2 separate regions of the Mus musculus genome follow, and region 2 is linked to region 1. Evidence: chromatin contacts called from public HiChIP or PLAC-seq data. All regions are on one chromosome and are shown on one strand. The core of a region is the stretch at or near the end of the contact, and the rest is flanking DNA. Distances in the headings are between cores, read along the strand shown.

Region 1 (3,922 bases), core at 623-3,122:
GTGTGTGTGTGTGTGTATGTGTGTGTGTCACTAGTGCACACACGCTCACTTGCAAGCTCACCAGCTCACGTGCATGCTCGAACATCTGCACTCACAATATATCATTGCCAGTGGGAAGCCTGGCAGCTGCATCTGTTTCTCCAGGTGTCCACCCTTAACTCTAATTCTTCTACAGCTATAGCCTTAGGTCATTTCAGTTGGGTTTAAATCGCCCTAGAGGACCACTGATCTGGGAGGTGGAGAAAGGCACTTGGCTATTTTGGGAGGAGTCACATGGAAGGCAACTAGGTGATCTTTGAGACAGAGGTGGGATTTATTGTGATGACCTCAGAAATAGCCATTTTTAGGAGTGGACATTTACTTCATCTAATCCTTAAACTCACCCAGAAAAGGGCATTTTGAGACAGAAAAACTAATTGCTTGCAAGGTCAAATCAGTCAATAATTAGCAGAGCCTGGATGCAAACTCAGACTTGATTCAGGCTCTTTTCATTGGCTAACAATATCTTCCCACTTCCTCCTGGCCTATCACCTGCCTCTATACACCTCTCCTTAGAAATGAAACCCATTCTGTTTGTTTCAGGAAGGACAAGTCCTAACCCTAAAGACCCTAAAGACAGTATTAAGGCTCATTCATTTGTCTATGTCACTAACTCCCTTCATGACTGTGGTAAATGTCCAAGGTACCTGGGCCTCAGTTTTCTCATCTGTAAACAGGCAATAAGACTAATTGTTGCTTTCAACTATGAAACTGTAAATGAATTCTTTGTAACCCCCCCCCCCCCTTGCCTACAGGCCTCCGGATCTTGTGGACTCATCCCAGCTCTCCCTTACCTGTGATGGAGGCTTTTCTGACCCGGAGCTAGACATACGCTCCACTGAGACACGTACAGCTTGCTGTCTGTCTTACACTTGCTTAACTCATCTTATTCATCCTCTTTCCATACCTTATCGGACCTTATCTGAATCCCTAACATATTTAAACTCAGAGAATTCCTATTCATGAATGAGAGAGAACATATAATTTAATTCCTCCATGAGAGACAGTAGTTTGTTTCCATGTTTGATTGGTTCCATGTTGGGTTCCCCCACTCCCGTGTTGCAACCAATATTCTTTTGCTTGTTTCCTTGTGGATATGAAGTCTCTATAGAAGTATCCAGAAATGAGATTCCCGAAGCTCAGCTAGGCACTGGATGTTGGAAATGATCCCCCACAGTGGTAGTGCCCATACAGGCTCCCACTAGCGATGTGTATGTGTAGAGTTTTCCTACATTCTCATTGATAACTATCAAGCTGAGTTTTCCAAGCTGACACGGTGACTGCATTCCTTAAGACAGTACACATCTCTCCTATTGGCTGTGGACTTTGTGAGTGCAGAAACCTTCGTTAGCTCAGTTTTATGATCTTCCCATGAAATTTGTTGAGCTTAGTAAATACACAATAAAGAATTATCAACAAGTACATAATGGACAGAATTTATTCACTTTGATCCAGGAGATGGGAAGCCCCGTGAAGACAGATGAATCTTTCTGTTTACTTATCTGGGCTGAGAACTGTCAGAGGAAGCCCCATAAGCTAGAGTAGATCTGATCTGCAAGACAGGCAGAGTTGGCCTACAGACCAAAAGCTTTTGGCCCAAGTTTTTTCACACTACTCACTGGGTGTTTGACTATTGTGAGGTACTACTTTCCAAGTCTCTGGAACCATCTTAATTAAGTACCAAGAGGTTTACTTCTCAATGGCCCCACCCCTGGTCCAGATTACTAGAGTCTAGGTAGAATCCCTGTGTTCCTTGGACTAGGGTACTGCATGACTATGGTAAACGCCTTCCCTTTCTGTCACCCCAACAGTCCCTCCCGGGTGACTCATTTTCTAAATAAGCTACTTGTGGTTTGGGTTTGACATCACATGTGGAAGAATGAGTAACATTTTAGGAGTCAGAATTATATTTGATCAGAATAAGACCCACAGTGCATGTTACTCATAGTTTTAAGCCAAGGGGTCAACACTGGTAATTTGTCCCCCAAGCTCTCATCCAGCCAAGTTTGTGTATACTGTATTATATGATCACACTATGAAAATTTGAGAAAATGATTTCTTATAGACCATGCAAGATTAAATAAAATACAGCAAAGTGATGAGGGGCATGTGTTCTACTGTACTGTGGCTTGGCTTGCTCACTGTAGTGTGCATTCACATGTGTGTGAACACACGTGGAAGTCTGAGGTTGACTCTAGATGTCCTTGATTGCTCACCACCTTCTAGTTTGAGACTGGGTCTCTGGCTGAATGTAGAACTCACTGTCTCAGCTAGTAGTTTGCTCCGGAGACTCCCTGTCTGTGCCTCCCACACACTAGGTTTACAGACAGGCTCCCATACCCACCTGGCTGTTTTCTCGGTGAGTCTGAGGATCCAAACTTTGTTCTTCATACTTGTGCAGCAGGTACTTTACCTGAGGAACCATATTCTGACCCCCAATTATTTGGGTTTAAATCTTACTTGTACAACTTGACCAACTGGATAACCTTAAACAAGTAATTGGGGTTTTCTTCAATTTCTTCATGTGTAAAATTATAATAGTACTTATCCCATAGGAGATCAATAAGTTGCTTTAAGTGCTTAGAATTATGCTTAGTAAGCTCTGGATATGTTAGTAAACATGTCTTTGACTCCATCACGACGTCTACACATAGGGTAAACGCTCAATCCATGTCACTAAAGAAGCACGTTGTGTTGCGGTGTATTTGGAACCAGAGGGAGAGAAGCATGGATAAGTGGAAGACTCTTGTCAGTAAAGAGCTTCAGAACAGGCTACCTCAAAATATGCCACGCTGGGCACGCTGATTATTTTGAGCCAAAGGCAGTGGGCACTGAGAGGTACAGGGGGAGTTCTCTGCTCTCCCTTTGTGCCTGAAACAGGACCTAAAACTCTCATGAAGAAGATGTTCCCTCACCAACCTATACAATAAGAACATTTTTACAACCAGAGACTAGAGATTAACATGGAAATGCGTTTATACAAACAAAATCTTAAGATGTGTGACCGTCTCCTTCACCATTTTCCCATGTGCATCCTAATTCCTTTCCCACAGTTCACTAGCTTTACACCAGACCCCTTTGTAGTGTCACATCTTCAAGTTGTCATTCTTCGAATCTTCACTTTCCTTATAAAGACACACAAGTAGGTATAAAAACAGAATGCATATGCAGGCCTGGGCAGGCAGAGGTATAGTGTTTGCCTCGCATGAGTGAGACTCTGAGACCCTGGGTTCCAACCTCAGCAGAAAGAGAGGGGAGGCAGATTGATTGATTCTCCCTATTGCCCTTCGTTTAGCTCTCTGTAGGTGTGTGTACTGTGCAAGGAAGGATGGAGTGATAGCACTCATCAGGTGCCATTCAATGGGAGATTGTGGGGATCCTACTTCTCCCCTTACCTGTCTCAGTCCTCAGACCCTAAAAACACAGGATAAATGTGACTCAGAAAAGAGACCTGGTACCAGAGAAATTCATTCTCTGCCCTCCTGGAATCCCTGCTCATGACCATGAGCAGAGACAGAAATTGGTGTCAGACAGTGACATTTCAAGGGGTGTTGACTTGTTGAGTTTATATCACATGGTATCTATCACACGCAGGGAATTACATAGCTAAGATGTTTACACACTGACTGTTTTTCCTCAAACATATGCAAATGTGGAACTTATCCTCAGAGAACCATGAAGAAGTTGTCGGAGTAAAATCCCTCAGAGCCCACCCAGCCGCAGGCCTTTAGGATGCCTGAACTACGTACGACAGCTGTAGGACCAAATTCATCAGAACGGGTTGCTTCTTTTGTTGGCTGTACCTTGTGGGCTTTAGCTGAGAATCTTGATGAAAGATGGGAAGATGGGTCTAACTTGGTTGATATACAGGCAGGGGTGTTGT
Region 2 (3,922 bases), core at 452-2,951, 310 kb before region 1:
ATTCCTGGTTACTCTAAATGCTAAAAGAGAGAGAGAGAGAGAGAGAGAGAGAGAGAGAGGGAGAGGGAGAGAGAGAGAGAGAGAAGAAAGGAAAAACAAGAACAAAACCCCTTTGAACTATTTCAGGTACTTGAAACTGATGAGAGCAAGCAGCCATTCTCAACTTGTTCTTTCACAGAGGCCTAAGACCATCTGCATATCAGATATGTACATTATGATTCATAACAGTAGCAAAATTACAGCTAAGAAGTAGCAATGGAAATAATTTTATGCTTGGGGTCCCCACAACATGAGAAACTGTATTAAAGGGTCACAGCATTAGGAAGGTTTGAGAACCCCTGGTCTAGAGACTTGAGGCTGCCTGGTACTGCTGGACTCAAAGAGCCTACTTCCGATGTGGTGGGTTATTATTTATTTATTCTTATCCAATGTACACTGGTTTGACTTTTGTTTCTAGTTACAACCTAAGATGGATATGCCTGCAGGAGGTTGGGGGGATATTCCTTTAGGGAAACAATTATGTTTGTTTATCTGAGAAAAAAGAGGAAGGAGCTGGGCATGGTGGTGCACGACTTTAATCGCAGCACTAGGGAGGCAGAGGCAGGCGGATCTCTGAGTTTGAGGCCAGCCTGGTCTACAAAGTGAATTCCACAGGCTATACAGAGCTATACAGAGAAACCCTGTCTCGAAAAAAAAAAAAAAAAGAAAAAAAAAAAACCAAACCACAAAACAAAACAAACAAAAAAACAAAAACAAAACAAAAAGCAGCAACAAAAAAAAAAAAAAAGAGGAAGGGAGGCAGTGTGGGAAATAAGATAAATGATTCAAAAGAGTCATGGAAACAAAGCGGTCTTTACCGAAGAACCGTTCTGCAGAAGGGACACCAGGACAGAGAAAAGGGGAAAACAGCTTCCTGCTGGTTGTGTTTTTTTTTTCTTTTTCTTTTGTTGTTTGTTTGAGACAGGGTTTTTCTGTGTAGCCCTGGCTGTCCTGGAACTCACTTTGTAGACCAGGCTGACCTCAAACTCTGCCTGCCTCTTCCTCCCAAATGCTGGGATTAAAGGTGTGCACCATCATGCCTGGCAAGACAGGGCTTTTTAAAGTCTCTTCATCACCAGAAATCCCTGCCCCTTTTACCTATAAGCTGGGACTTGCCTCCTCCAAATTCCCCATCCAAGTGGCACAGGACACAGTCTTACCTCGTGAATAACTGGAGGCTTGAGACTGCCCCGCTTATGAAGAAGGACTGTGTCATGCAGCAGGCTGTTTGTAACTTTCCAACTTTCAGAGTTATATGAACCAGTGCCCGCTGCTCTGCTGGCTAGGGGAGAGAGGGGCCAGACCCCTCCTGTTTAATCTCATGACCCTCTGATGAACTCTGAGCCCACCCCAGTCTGAAATCAGACTCTAAAACGTATCTGTTCCAGCAGGAAGGCAGTCACAACGAATTACTCTTAGTATCATAAGGAGAGGCTGAAGGAAGGGGAGACGGGCTGCATGGGAAAGCAGGGCTTTAGAGGATAAGTAGGAGTGGCTGTCACCAGCTGCAAACGGCAGCATCTAAAAAGAAATTTGGTAAGCCAGCTCAAATAAGAACTAGCTCTTTAAGAGTCCAGCAGGGGCAGCCTGGTTACTGGTTAATCTACCTAGCTTGGTGTCTAAAGCCTCCACCCAGGATGATGTCACTGTAGATTAGGTTACTCAGGTGGTGTGAGTTAGCCAGCTGTATAATGAGGAAAAGGAAGTCTCCTGAAACCTGTCTTGGTGGCTTGGCAATCATTCGGGATGCACTTCGAAGGAGCTGGGAAGCCTCTAATTAAATTCAGGCACTGCGAGAGGTCCATCTACACCTTCAGTGTACCCCAATGCTGCCCTCTCTGCCAGGGGGACGTGGGCTCCACCAGGATAGAGGACGCACCTATCAGCATCTCAGATCCATTCTCCAACGGTCATCAAGAGAAGTGCGCCTTCCTCCTCAAACCGACGCGAGGGACGTTCCTTAGGTACAGTGGTTTGGGTTATGACACCCGGTGCATGCGTTTCTGCTGTGTGCCAGTCATCAAACCTTCTCTGAAGGATGTGTGCAGTGCAGTGTGTGTGGGCTTGCTTTGGGTAGACTGTAGTCTTTATGTCTTCATCCGCAGGCCTGTTTGTCCATCAGAGTGGTTGGTATGCGGCCAGGGTGTGGGACTTGCCTGCCTAGGGTAAGGCCCTGGGTTTTGTGCACACATTTGAGTAGTATGTGGAAGGCTTCGAGTTGCATGAAGACACCTGCTGAGTGATTTTAGGAGGAAAGGATGTGCTGCTGAGCGGCAGGGTGGGAATAGCCAGGCAGTGAATGTTATCGGCGTGAGATGTAAGCGACGGCTCATAGCTTATGTGACAAGCAGGTACAATGTGCAGAGCAAAGTACAATCCGCAAGAGATGGTTCTTGATGGGGGTGAATTTAATTAGCAAGGAAGTCTGAGGGTTCTCCCCCTTTTCTTCTTTTCATTTCCTCTTCCTTTTACAGTGCTAGAGGTAGAATTCAAAGTCTCATACGGGCTGGATACGTGCTCAGAGCTAAACTGCACTCCTAAGCCTGCTGCCTTTCTCTTTTCCCTTGAAACAGGCTCTCGCTGTATAAATAACACAGACTGGCTTGGAACTGGCTATGCTGACCAGAGCGGTCATGACCATGTGAATCTCCTGCCTCAGCCTCTTGAATGCTAAGATCACAGACATGAGCCAGCAGAGAGCCTCTTCCAGTCTTAAAACATACAAGTTAATACAATTCCAATAAAAAGTCATTCGCTTTTTTTTTCCCTGAAAGTGCAAACTTAACTTAATGTTAAATGTGAAAACTCAACAAAAAGAGGCAAGTGTTAGGGCTGGAGGGAGAGCTCTGCTATTTGCAATCCCAGAAGACGGAGGTTCGGTTCCCAGAACCTACACGGTGTCTCTTGATTATCCGTCACTCCAGTTCTAGGGAAGCCAACTGTCTCCTCTGGGCTCTGGGGGTAGTACACATACATGGTGCGCATACACACACACACACACACACACACACACACACACACAGAGAGAGAGAGGCAAAAACACCTGTACTCATAAATTTAAAAAATGTACAATATTAAGAATGAGGAAAATATGCATATAAGTGAGTTATCAATTTTAGATCTATACAATTATCTTTCAATAAAACATATATTTGATATTACTCAAATATTCATCTTTTCTGGAGCTTTTCATTCCTTTGGGTAGATCCAGACCCTTTTCTTCCATGGTCTCTCTTTTGCTTAAAAACCTTCCTTTAACTTTTTGTTGTTGTTCACTTAGCCCAGGCTGGCCTTGAACTTGCTATGTAGCCCAGTCTCTGGTATCTTTTTTTGTTTGTTTGTTTTTTTCGAGACAGGGTTTCTCTGTATAGTCCTGGCTGTCCTAGAACTCTGTAGATCAGGCTGGCCTCGAACTCAGAAATCTGCCTGCCTCTGCCTCCCGAGTGCTGGGATTAAAGGCGTGTGCCACCACTGCCCGGCCAGTCTCTGGTATCTTGAACTAAAGAAAACATAGACTTGCCAAACTAAAGCTGAAATGATCCTTCTGGAAGGAAGCCAAGAGGGCAGAGCCTCATGCTGTCCTGTGTCACCAGCCTTATTTGTCAGGCCCAGAGTCAACACCCAGCGAGCTGTCAAACGACTGAAAATTTATGGGAGGGATGGTGGTCTGGCTAAGATGGAGCCGGGAAATGAGGAGTGTGGAGCACCCAGAGAGGGGCAGAACCAGCCCTCAGCACGGACTCTTGTTCACTCAAGCCTAGCCTCGGAGCCCATGGGGTCTCTGTAAGCTCAGAACAGCCCCTGGGGTTGACGAGAGGGAACAGTATGGTGAGAAAGCTGGGGCTGCTTGCTTTACTGAAGAATCAGTTACCTGAGAGCTGAC

The links. HiChIP or PLAC-seq counts read pairs in DNA pulled down with a chosen protein or histone mark.
Region 2: a FOXA1 HiChIP or PLAC-seq map of pancreatic cancer cells shows a contact between it and region 1. The contact joins the promoter of Mkrn2os here to the enhancer-like site in region 1. A contact is called at or near these places in 1 of 39 promoter capture datasets (hippocampal neurons), 2 of 115 datasets of contacts at active chromatin or transcription factors (bone marrow-derived macrophages and pancreatic cancer cells) and 1 of 9 other capture datasets (pancreatic islet).

What each region holds. Positions count from the first base shown.
Region 1 is chr6:115,282,286-115,286,207 of GRCm38.p6, reverse strand. Syn2 (synapsin II) reads right to left here. Exons shown (of 13, transcript NM_001111015.1): 13 at 3,582-3,922. Among named protein-coding and RNA genes, the nearest start is that of Timp4, 32 kb to the right of the region's middle. Within about 2 kb of position 1,872, at least 60 of the 459 cell types and tissues checked have an H3K27ac peak or open chromatin away from gene starts, as enhancers often do. A contact at or near this core is called in bone marrow-derived macrophages and pancreatic cancer cells, where this site is marked.
Region 2 is chr6:115,590,355-115,594,276 of GRCm38.p6, reverse strand. It overlaps Mkrn2os (makorin, ring finger protein 2, opposite strand), which reads left to right and starts at 1,701. Exons shown (of 4, transcript NM_001101431.1): 1 at 1,701-2,003. The coding sequence starts at 1,786.